Linked DNA regions of Mus musculus: region 2 is linked to region 1. A link is a contact called in public Micro-C data. All regions are on one chromosome and are shown on one strand. The core of a region is the stretch at or near the end of the contact, and the rest is flanking DNA. Distances in the headings are between cores, read along the strand shown.

Region 1 (6,105 bases), core at 1,250-3,749:
AGTTCCAGGAGTGTTCCAAAGTGTAACTTGTCACAGTCATTCCCCTGTGCCTGGTGTGCCTGGTGCTCAGCCTGGCTTTGATGTTCAGCAAATGCTCCAGGAATAAAGTCCACAGTTTGTTGTGTGGCCTTAGAAATGACTTGGCCTCGCTGAAGTGAGACTGCGCCGGATTCAATTCATCCCATCCCTGAATATTTGTTGAGCATTCCTCAATGCTTATGTGGTCCTGGACCTACAGTCACAAAGCTAGCTGGGGAGAAGAAAATGTCAGAGCTTGTAAGCTGATCTGGAGACAGAAATCATTAGAGAGTGGGGGAGGGACAGGCCAAGGACAGGGAGGGCTTGAGTGGCTCTCTGGTCAGGGCAGGAGAGCACAGCTCACAGCAGCTGGGGGCCTCCTCACAACCCTCCCTTTATTCCCTCCCCCACACCCTCTCTACCTGTTGTGTATTGTAGAAAATGCTACAATTGGATGAGCACTGCTCTGCAGTTATATCAGTGCCCTAGGCCACTAGGCCTGGCTGCATCTAGAACGAGGAGACCTCTCCCCTGAAACTTTGCAACCCTAATGACCAGTTGTGACAAGGAAGCTTTTCTCACATATTGATGGCTGCAGAGAGAACTCTCCTTCCCCACACATGTCACCTACTCCTGGTGCTTTTTTTCCTACCCCCACCCCAGAAGCATGCCAGCCCTAAGCTCAGACCCCATAGCACCCACTTGGCCACCAAGATGAGCTCATTGGGGACTCTGGAGGTCAGGGAGCTCTTTGGGTGTCAGGTGGTAGCCAAGAACTCAAGCAGGTAGGATTTCAGGCTGGAGAACCCATGGCCAAGACAGTACTGTGTGCTGCTCTCCACCCCAACCCTGAAACCAGATCCTTCCAAGCTTGGCTACCCAGCCAGAGTCTTCTGTGTGCCCTGGCCCTCTCTCCTCCCCTAAATAATGTTGCCTGATTTTCAGGTGTCTGAGTATCCACCAAGACTCCTCACTCTTCATCTCCTCCTCCCTCAAACCCCTGCCCGTTACCCTCCACCTCTGCTTCTGTTTCATTCTTAATTTTTCCTTCCTCAGCCCTGGCTCAGGTCTGCTTTTTTTGCACACTCTGTTACTGCCCATGTCTGTCCTATCCCAGCTCTGACCGTCTACCCTGGCTGCCCCCATACTACACAGTAGTGGCGGGAGGAGGGCGGGGCCAGGATGTCCTTTAGTTCTCATCTGGGGGAGCCTCTGAGCCACAAGGCACGTTCCAAGGACCCCCATGCCATGACAATATATTTTATATCTGAAAAAAATGGCATTTGACTCTCAGGGGAGTTAAAGGGTCTGTAAAAGCTTGCTTTCTTTTCTTTTTTTTTTTTTTTCTTTTTCTTTTTTTTTTTTTTTTTTTTTTTGTAAAAGCTTTCTTGAGGGGAGTTATAGGTGGAAGGAGCAGGCACACAACAAGGTAACAGCTCAGATCCCTGACTCTGGAGCCCTGCCGGAGGTGATGACAGTAGGTCTTCCCACTGGAGGGATCAGCAATGTTACCATTGTTTAAAAGTGAGGGTAGATCCAGCCTCAGTCCTCCTGTATAGACAGACACAGAGAGAGCCGCAAGGCTTGACCTGATGCAGTCAGGCTTGTGGGTGTGTAGTTCTGTCTCCAGCCTTACCCGAGTCCTTGGCAGTTGGACACTGGAGACTGTTGAAAGGATGTCTGTTAAGATAGATTCTTGGGAGAAAAAAATTAGGGGGGAGGGGAGGAAGGGAATGAAAGGTCACTTGCCCCAGGCTCCATCCACCCAGCCCCCCCCCCCTCCTCTCCTAAGCACCAGCTGGCCTCCAGGAGACTCAAAGCTGGCACATTTCTGGCAACTGCTCAGCTCCTCAGGACAACACTGAGGGCTTAAAAGAATGACCCAGACCCTGCCTGGGACACAAGAAGGGAGAAAATCCTGGTTTCAGCTCTCCTCTGAAACAAAAAGTACAAGAAGTCAAACCCTGAGGGGACCCAGGGACCCTGTAGCAGCAGATGTGTGTCCAAATCTGTCCCCTTCCTTCTCCCTGCTGAATGGCCTTGGGCTTAACCATAGTGAGTTGTCCTTACAGATCCATGAAAAGAGATATTCATAAGGCACCTGGCAGAAGCTTGCCTGCGGAACACCTGTCCTGCCTACTACTATCTCCACACAGCAACAAAAGTCACTTCCTTTTACTGGTGCTTTGAGTGGCTGACAGCCCTGGACAGTCAGGCAGGAGTGGGGAAGAGATGGAGAAAGGGAGGGAGGCAGGAAGAGAGAGAGCGGAGAAGGGTGATAGGTTTCATAAAAACAGTATGTTTTGTAGCGCGCCCGTGCTGAGGCATCCCTCCCCTCTGAGGTACCTGCCAGGCCTGCTAGTATAGAATAGAGTTTATCTGGGGCTTGGGAAGCAAGGTTGAGAAGGGACTAGAGTCAGAGTGTAGGCAGGAAAAGAATGGGGGAGGGGGGCAGGAGGGGGAAGATGAATGCAAGGAGAGAGGGGGGAGGGAAGGAGAGAGAGTGAGAAAGGGGTCAGAGAGAGCAAAGAAAAGCAAGCAGGTCGACCTGGCTGTTGCTAGGTAACTGTTGGGTGGAGCCTAGAATGCTGCCATGATAACAAAGGGAATGAAGGTAAATCAACTATGAAAATCTACTTGCTAATCTCTGAGTCATTAGGTGAAATACAGGATCCCTGGAGATGTTGAGGTAGAAGGGACAAAAGTGGCTCCTCTGCTCACAGGGCAGGTGAAAGGAATAGTTCCAGCACCCACTCTCATCTTCAGACCCTAGAGGTCAGTTTGCAATTGTTTTGTTTTTTTGTTTTGTTTTGTTTTGTTTTTCTGCACAGGTTAACGCTGACCTGACCGCAACCCATTCTTCACTTCAACAGGATGAGAGTGGCAGGTACCAGGGATCTGCAGCTTTGGGGGGGGGGGGGGGGGTTGGGGAGTCGGCTCTAAAATTTGTTTGGGCTCACTTTGCTATCATCAGTGTCTACCTATCCCAGCCTCAGAGATGGTTCAGTATCTCTTGTCTAAGGCCCCAGCAAGAACTCCAGGAGGACATCACGCAGGGAAACCTGGGAGAACAGAGGACAAGACCTTATCCCTATTGGTGTGTCCAACCTTTGGATACTGTGACATAACTGTGTCATCTACAAAGTCCACACATTATAACCACTAATAAGTTACTATAAATAAATACATAAATAAAGCTGTGTGTGTGTGTGCGCATGTGTGGCACATGTGTGTGCACAGGTGTGCATAGATGTCAGAGGTAATGTCAGCTGTTTGCTTCTCAATCTCTGTTTTTTGAGACAGGGTGTTTTATTGAACTTGGAATTCCCCAGCTCTGAGACCCCCAGGACATGCTTGTCTCTGCTCACATACATCTTCTGGTAGTGCTGAGGTCAGAGATCCCTGGACTGACTCTGACGCGTATGCTGGGGACCTGATCTTAGGCCTTCATACCTGTGAAGCCAGTTCTTTACCCACTAAGCCACCTTTCCATTCATTTAAAAAAACCAAAAACCTTTGAATGTTTTTAAGTTTATGATTTTTGTGATTTCATGTGTTGGGTCACAGTTTTAGCTATCCTGGGCTGCCTGTGTCCCGCAGTTTGGATACATCTACCGGCTGGGCGAGCTGTACCACTGCTGTCTCCAGTGGCCCCCTCTGCCTAGAATCCCAGCTTAGAAACACCTGGCCAGAAGTCAGAGGCCGCATACCAACCTCAAGGATGGCTTTGCAGGGTCCTCAGTGGTGAGACAAAGGTCTTTAGGGCACACACTCGTCCTGGACCCCTTTGTACAGGCATTGAAATGCAGAGTGAGTGCAACACACACACACACACACACACACACACACACACCCCATTTATGTTCCCTAGCAACTCTGAGAAGGCGTGGCAGCTGATTGGGAGTCAGCTTACTTACTTTCCTGGACTCCAACCTTACTCCTTCCAAGTAATCATGGGAGTGCAGCTATCTCTTCGAGCCTCGGTTTCATCATCGGTGAAGTAATATATTACCAAGCACAAAGATTTAGTAGATGAGTTGAGATCATCTGTTTTAAAGCTGTCAGTATAGTACTTGCCACAGAATGGGTGCTGCCAAGTGTGGACTGGGGCCCGAGGGGAATTCCACTTTGCGCCAGAGGACAAGGAGTATCCCCTAAAGCAAATGAGACCATATGGTTATGCTTTCTGGTCCTTGCAAGGCAAAGCTCTTGGTATCCCTCCATGTATGGGATTGCTCCCCAGTGTAGGGGCTGGAGTCACTAATGCCTGTAAGCCAGGGGAGGCTGGAGAGCTGTATCCTGTTCTGAAAATGCTGAACCCATCCACCCACCCATCCATCCATCTACCCACCCATCCATCCATCTGCCCACTCATCCACTCTTGTACTCATTATCTATCCATCTTTACATACATACATGCATACATCTGTTTTTCTTTCATTCGTCAAATACATATTAATACATGCTCTGTATACAAAATAAAACCCTTGCCTTCAAAAACATCCTGTTCTAGGAAGTAGAGTTAGATAACATCCAAGTAGTATGATGATGATATTTAAATAAAAATAGAATGATGTGAGAGAGGCTAAATGGGGAGAGGTTGCAGCTGGAACCGTGGAGGCCAGAGGCCACAGCAATAGATGTCATCATATCTATTCTTTAGGATTGACTGACTTTAGCTGAGAGAGGGTGAATTCCTGCACACAGTACAGAGGTTATATCCCTGAGGATTCTCTCTGGGCAGCTAACTAGACCCCAAGGAGGAACACTTTCAACTCATTTACAATGGCAGTTTGGAAGGATTCACAATATCTGATCACCAATCTCACTGACTGATCCCAGCATGGACTCTTGTGTGGTCTCAGCACAGTCTCATGTCGTGGACATGATCTGTACACATGACCGAGAGTCCCCCACCCCCGCTGCCATCATGTTAGAATTTGGTAAGAACTCAAACATGAACTTTCTACATGGCCTCCTGTTGGGATATGACACATGACCTAACAGAATTTCCCTACTTGCAGGTCTGATCCGTGTTGTGGTCTTCATCTTTACCATAGTCACCATGTGGGTCTTCCTCCGCAGCTACACAAGCTTCAGCAGGAAAACAATTCGTCTGCCACGCTGGCTGGGTGAGTGGGGCTCGTGGCCATAATCCACAGAGCAGGGACTAGGGTGCTGAGGACCTCTCTCCTGAGGTGAGCCAGGAGGCAGCCAGATGTGATGAGCTGGGCACTGGCATTGTGGGATATGGATAAGATTCCTGGACTTCCAGGAAGCTATGGAGAGCAGAGAAGTATTCTAAGACCCTTACCTAAGGCAGGACAGAGGGAAGGAAAGAAGGAAGCAAAGAAGAAATAATGTTGTCTAAGTTGCGAGTGAAAAAGTAATGCTATCTGAGTTGTCAGTGGCGTCTCCTGCCTGTTGTTCCCTCTGCCTCAGGCCTTCTCGGAACAGGGCCTGCATGTCTGCTCCATTTCACCTTTAGCTCCCTACTCAAATATTACCACCTCAAAGGCCTTCCTGACCCCCACCCCCTCCCCACCCCAGCCCTGCAACCTCAGCTGCAGCCTATCCTCCTCATTTAGCCTCTTCCATGTCATCCTGTTTGTTTCCAAATCCTGGCATCATGTTATCTACTTTCCTAGTTACTGCCTGACTCCACCTCCTAGAATGTAACTTTCCTGAAGGCAAGGATTTTGTGTATGGGGTACCAAAAAGTATTGAATGGATGGATGGATGGATGGATGGATGGATGGATGGATGGATGGATAGATGGGTAGTTGTTTGGATGTATTTGAGGGTAGATAGATAAATGGAAAGATGAATGAATGAATGAATGAATGAATGAATGAATGGATAGATATATTAGAGTAGATAGAATGATGGGGTGAATGTGTGGGTAAATGGATACATAAGTAAATGAATAGATGAGTGAGTGGACAGACAGGAGGGTGGGCAGATCAATAAGTGAGTGGAATAGAATGGCAAGTGACCGGATCAGTAAGTAAATAGATAGGTGAACTGATGATGGGTAGAACAGCAAGTAGCTGGGTTGGTAGGTAGATAAGTGAATGGATGAGTGGG
Region 2 (6,105 bases), core at 1,478-3,977, 240 kb before region 1:
CCAATTGTACCATCCAGTTATCCTTCCCTCATTTTAAAAAAGTAATACAAGTGTGTGCGCACTTACCATTTATTATTCTCTCCGACTCTGGCTGTGCTACATTGGTTTTTAAAACATTTTCCCCACACCCTTGTGCAAGCTGGCTGACACAGAAAACTTCTGCAAATATAACTTTAGTAATTTGGGTCGGGGGCAGGGAGAAAAAACAGGAAGTTCAAATGTACTTTTCCTATACCAAATTTCCAAGTTGGAACTTTGTATTTCTGGTGTTTCCCATACTGAATGCAGTGAGATATAAGCCCTAGAACCCTTTTAAGATCCGAGACCATTCTGAGTTAGCTCTAGTGGTTACCAAAACAAGCCCAGTGCAAAGCCCTTTAAATATCCACAGTTTGTATCTCTCAGACCACATGCCATCACTATTATAGGTCCCATGGCTTGAAACTATCGAGTCCACCCACCTCTTTCTCCTTCTATGCAACCAACTCCGTGGACAGAGTCAGTGGACATCCCTGTCTTTTTCACTTTGTTAGCACTGACACTGTTTGCATCCTAACCTAAGTCCCTGTATCAGTCATGGAGCAGCCTCTTCCTGGGACATGCATGCTGAAAGGGAAGCCCTATTTCTGGGACAGCTATTACCAGAGTCAGTACTGCAGTGGGATCTTTGGAAGCTTTTCAGAGGCTCACTCAGTCATGTCTGGGCAGTACCTTACATTATCCAAACAACACAGGAGCAAACACCAGCTGAGTGTTTGCTGGACTCTGGACTCTAACATGCTCAACCCTGTGTTTGGAAAGTAGATTGTACATACTATCCTTACCTTGGCATCTGTGGGAACTGGCTGTCTAAGCTCTTACTGGATCACATTCTCTATACCTTTCTCCCAAGGCAGAAGTCAGATCTTGTAGGAGATCTCTGTGGACATCAGTATTGAGAGAAGTGCCTAGACATTCAGTCATTCACAACTCAATGTGACTAGACTTGTCCTCTCCTGAGCCTTAGGGTTTGAGTATGTCTTTAAAAGAAGTCATTATGGCCTAGAAAGATAGCTTAGTGAAATGCATGACACACAAACCTAAGGACCTTATTTTGATCCATAGCACCCATTAAGAAAGAAAACAACAACAACAAACAAACGGATGTGGTTGCTCATGTCTGTAGCCCAAAGACTGGGGAGGAAAGAAACAGGAGGATCGCTGGGGTTCACTACCCAGGCAGTCTAGTCAGTTGGTGAGTTCTGGCTTTAGTGAGAGATGAGTTGGAGGATGATTACAGAAGCTATCCAATGGCAGCCTCTGGCCTCTAAACGTGCATGTTCGAGCATGCACACACAGACACACTCTTTAACCTCCACTTGCCCAAGGCAAAACATCTTATCTATCGGGTACTTGGGTCACTGGTAATATGTCTGACTTCACAAAGGCGGAGGCCATAGTAATTCTTTACAATGCCTGTCAGCCCAGGGTCCTTCAAGGCTACCAAAGAGAGCAGGCAGGCATAAATTATTTCACTGTCTCTGGGAAACTCGCAGTCTGGGGACATTGCCCCTCCATTCTGAGATGGAGACAATAAAGCCTCTCTCAGTAAGCTGTCGTTAGGATTCACATTTCAAGATCGTATATGAAGTGGTCAATACATTCATCACCCAGACATCAATCATCACCCACTCTCTAGATCACATCCTAGGCCACTGCCAACTGTCTGGAAACACTGTGCTGCAGTTGTTTTCATTGAGAAGGGAGGAGGAGGAGGAGGAGGAGGAGGAAGAGAAGGAGGAGGAGGAAGAGAAGGGGGAGGGAGAGGAGGAGGAGGAAGAGGATGTTGATGATGGCACTGATGATGACGATGATTATGATGACAAATTTCACAAAGGTTTTGAGAGGACTGAATATATTAGTGCAAGTACTGTGTACATAATAAGAGTTCAATAAAACTGATGTATTATAAAAACAAAGTAACACCTGAGAGCTTTTAAAATCAGAGAACAGTGTTGTTCAAAGTGGCCATTGCTGTGAGATAAGGAAGTTGGACCACAGTGTAATACGGTGCTTTTCCTCTGTGAAAGCTTCTGGTAGGAAAAAAAGAGTGTTCTTGGTGAGAAAGCTTATTTACATTCTGGTGCTAGCTTCCTGTCATCTTTGTTGATCAATAATAAACAGCTTCAGACCAGATCTTTGCTGTTGTTTGTTTTCTTGGCACAGGATACAGTAGGCAGTGAGGAGATTCCTTTATACACCTGGCCTGAAAAATCTGTTTAAGATATGTTACTAAGGTAAATAAAAATTTTCTCCATAACAGCTTTTTGCTCATTTGTTGCAGTTAGCATAAACCACAGCTGTCTTTTGTTGTTGTTTGGTTGTTGGTTTGGTACTTAGTTTGTTAGTAGGTGACATGTATTTGTATAAATAAGTTTGGAAATGACACTGCTTGGCAATGAAACAGAATCTGGTGTTATTCAGGAAGGGATGCTCACAAGTAAAGACAGTCTTGATTCATTTATAGCCAAAAGAGTAACATAAAATTAGTAAATATATTATATTACTCTAGGGTGTCCAGAGAAGCATTCCTGGTACCTGTGTTGTGTCTTTCTTCTATGGCTTTGGCTTATGAACGTAGTGCAGTGATGGAGACAGAGAAGTCCCATAATCCATAGGGAGCAGAGTGGAGTGCCTGGAGTGGGTGACTCAGCTCAGACTGAAAGACCTGTCAAGGCGTGACTCCACATCACAAAGGAGAGGACTGCTGCCCCACCCAAAAGCAGGCAGAGAGCATGGTCTCTCCTACACAGTTTCCCTAGGACTGACTAGCTGAGGCCATCAACATCTGGGAGGCAGTCTGTTCTACAAAGCTGTCTAACTTGCACCAACTTTCATCTATATTCCTAGAATAAATATTTAACTAAGGCTGTGATCACTCAGTCGGGATGATACAAAATGAAACGAAACAGAACAAACAAAACAAAAGAAAAGTAATCTTTATAGTCATATTAGATCTTTATCTTTTGTTTGAAGATGAACTTTAGATATTCTTTTTAATTTAAATGTATTATTTTGAGAATTTCATACTAGAGTACTATATTTATAACAGTCCCCTCCCTCTTTATGCTGCAACTCCTCTTATGTCCTTTCCATTCTTTCTCAAATTTCAGATCTATTCTTTATTAGTTACCTACATATGTATACATGCATACTCACTCACATACAAAATCTACTGAATCCATTTAGTGTTGCTTGTATATACAATGTGCTCCAACCACTTGGAATTTGATAACCTATCAGGTAGCTGCTCCCCAGAGAAAGCTGGTTCTCCGTCTCTCATCAACCTTAGACTGCCTATGCCGCTTCATGTAGGAGTGAGGCCTTGCGAGGTTTCCCTACCTGCATCGGCATATTCATTAGTTTTGCCATTATGTGGGTCTTATCTAAGCAGCCATAGCATTGAGATCTCATGGGAACAGACTGCTGTGTCTAGAAGACACAGTCTAGCAGCAGATGAGCTGATCTGCTGGCTCTTACGGTCAGTTATTCCATCTCCTCTGCCATGCTTTTTCCTGAGCCTCAAGTATGGTGCAGCGACTGGCTGTGAGCATCCCATTGTCAGGCACCGCCTTTATTTTGACCAACTGTAGTTCTGAGATAGTCTCTATGTGTCATCAAAAGGAGCTTCCTTGGAAAGGAGTGAGGGCTGCACCTATCTGTGAGTAGAAGGGCGAGTGATCTGAATGCAGCTAGCTTATTCTGGCTTAGTAAAATACCAATAGTTGATTCCCCTAATGGTTCCTAATAAAAATAATACTCTAATTTTAGAAATGTTCTAACTCCTTTTGTTGTTTTAGATAAAAAATTTTTTAAATTTCTATAATAAGGTTTTGATGGGAAATTATTGACAACATTTTCCACAGAATTACAGTTGAAAACATGAAGATTTGGTGGTAGCTGTTTTGGAAAATTTTCAGTCTAAAAAATAGATTCAGTAGATGGAAAAAGTCTCCACAGAGAGACACAGAGAGGCAGGCTGCTTTGTGCAACTATATCTTCTAATTTTCTCTTCTAAGTGCCCCATAAGGCTGTGCAGTGAAGACAGTAACCCTCTGTCGAGGCAGAGAAAAGAGGTGTAGGTACTGTGGCCAGAGGGGTCTCAGAGCACAGAGGAAAAATGTTTCAAAAACCCAGAAAAGGGATCATTTGGAAATGCAAAAGAAAATGGAGATGCTTAGAGTGGATTGGATTTCCTCCTCAGAGGGAGAGGCATCCTGTCACCTCACACGGTACCAGAGCTCCACCTGCTGTACGAGAAAGGCAAAGAGGCAGAGCTGGGGCTGTGAAGGGCTTTCCCCACCCCACAATTAGCAGTTGATATTTTTGATCTTATGTTTCTTTACTCAAACCAAGTTGTTGACTTTCCTTATTCTTTCACTCCACTCATCCCTTGTCTTCCTGCTAATTTCAGTTTGAAAGATTTATGTTATCATTTCAAAAGTTGGCAATTCAAAGAAAACATGATTGGAAAGTATATTTGCTGGTTTGTTGATGTGTCTAGAAATACATATACATAAAGTGCAGTTTAGATGCTTGGTATACCTGCATAAACATAGCATGCCTGTATTAAACATAGCATGCCTGTATGAAACATGGGATGCCTGTATTAAAGGTGTGTAGCAAAGAGTGGAGAAGAGAGAGGCTGTATTGCCGCTGAGGAGAACAGCTCTGGCTTTAAATACTTGTGTTCTCTGACATTAATTTGATTGCCTCCGTGGGAAAGTTATTTAACTTTCTTTGTGAGCTACAGTTTCTCCAATAAAAAAAAAAATCTTAGGATAATGACACTGGCTTTTTTCTGCCTCATAGAATTCTTATCAGATAGAAGCTCAGGTAATGCCCAAGTTATCCAGCCACCACACTCCAGCCTCAGCCATCTGTAATGAAGCTCAGAACCAGAAAAGGGCTGCATGCATGAGAAAGGCTAAGCCCAATGTCTTACACTTGGCTATAAATTAAACCTATGAGCTACAGTACTGCCACAACATAAAGCTGGGATGTAAAGTAAGCACAGTGAGCTGTTTTTGTGTGCACTTGGGTGTGTCCATGTGTCTTCTCTCTATAGTTACATAGAGTTTTTAAAAGGAAGGCAGAAGAGTACAATATGAGTATACTTGAAAATTCATCACACACATAACTGGAGAAGGTGCCCAGAACTTGGGGTAATCAAGTTGAGATTTTAGTCTGCCACAGTACTGTATAAAGCCTTTAGCAAATGTACTCTGAATCATAGTTAGAATGTTCTTTAAAAAAATCTTTTATGTTTGTGTACATGTATATCTGTCTGTGTATGTATGCCATGTGTGGCCAATCCCTAGATCTGGAGTTAAAGTGGGATGTATTTTATTCAATGTAGGTGCCAGGAACCAAATGTAGTTTCTCTGAGTGAGCAGCCAAAGCACTTCACTGCTGAGCAATCTCTCTGTCCCAGAAAGCTCTTTTTATACATAAGTTTACAATGCATTGATAGGGAGGTAGGCCCTGTATACCCTGGCAAACAAGATGGAACCAGTTTATACCTGGGCAACTAGGGTTCTGAGTCTCTTTAAGAGCACCTAAACTCTAAACTCAAAAAGAAGATTAAGGACAATTTTATAAGTGCTTGAGAGCAAAACAAAAGGGTAAGCGAGCTGCAAAACTTAGCAGCTGTGGGGAGGAAGAATAGAGAAGAGGAAGAGATTGTAAAGTTCTGGGAGTAAGCACTCACTTGACAGAAGAGTAGAATAGTTTCAGAGAACAATGGAGAGCCAGGTCCGGGAAAGCACGCCCAGACCTCAGGGCTACATGTTGGAAGCTCTGCAAACAACTACATAGGGGAAAGATTTTCGGAAAGAATATGGATGTAATCCCTTTAAGGGGGACAGTTATTCCTCCCATCACTTAGGTCCGGGTAAGTTAGCTTTATGTGGGGGGCATCTCCTGGCCAGGTTGTCTACAAATCCACCAAGACAGTGTGTGACGTCACCTCTTTGGAGGAGGTGAGAATGTCTCCACCTAGGGCCAGACATAGGCTGCTTTCTTTTGACTTGGGAAAATACTTTTTCCTTAATAGACCTCAAGAAA

What was found. A called contact is a pair of places that touch in the nucleus more often than the background predicts.
Region 2: a Micro-C map of embryonic stem cells shows a contact between it and region 1, with 4 times the contacts expected there. The contact joins the enhancer-like site here to the promoter of 2610318M16Rik in region 1. A contact is called at or near these places in 3 of 39 promoter capture datasets (embryonic stem cells and stem cell-derived epiblast-like cells), 85 of 484 Hi-C or Micro-C datasets (the 3T3-L1 cell line, 3T3-L1-derived adipocytes, the AML12 cell line and 38 more), 4 of 115 datasets of contacts at active chromatin or transcription factors (astrocytes and embryonic stem cells) and 1 of 9 other capture datasets (embryonic stem cells).

What each region holds. Positions count from the first base shown.
Region 1 is chr14:8,363,834-8,369,938 of GRCm38.p6, reverse strand. It overlaps 2610318M16Rik (RIKEN cDNA 2610318M16 gene), which reads right to left and starts at 2,499. Exons shown (of 4, transcript NR_151471.1): 1 at 2,365-2,499; 2 at 2,120-2,221; 3 at 1,655-1,698. Oit1 (oncoprotein induced transcript 1) reads left to right here. Exons shown (of 10, transcript NM_146050.2): 2 at 2,850-2,905; 3 at 5,043-5,150. The coding sequence starts at 2,893.
Region 2 is chr14:8,606,928-8,613,032 of GRCm38.p6, reverse strand. The region is part of intron 4 of Cfap20dc (CFAP20 domain containing); the gene reads left to right. Among named protein-coding and RNA genes, the nearest start is that of Cfap20dc, 56 kb to the left of the region's middle. Within about 2 kb of position 2,727, at least 8 of the 459 cell types and tissues checked have an H3K27ac peak or open chromatin away from gene starts, as enhancers often do. A contact at or near this core is called in the AtT-20 cell line, embryonic stem cells and trophoblast stem cells, where this site is marked.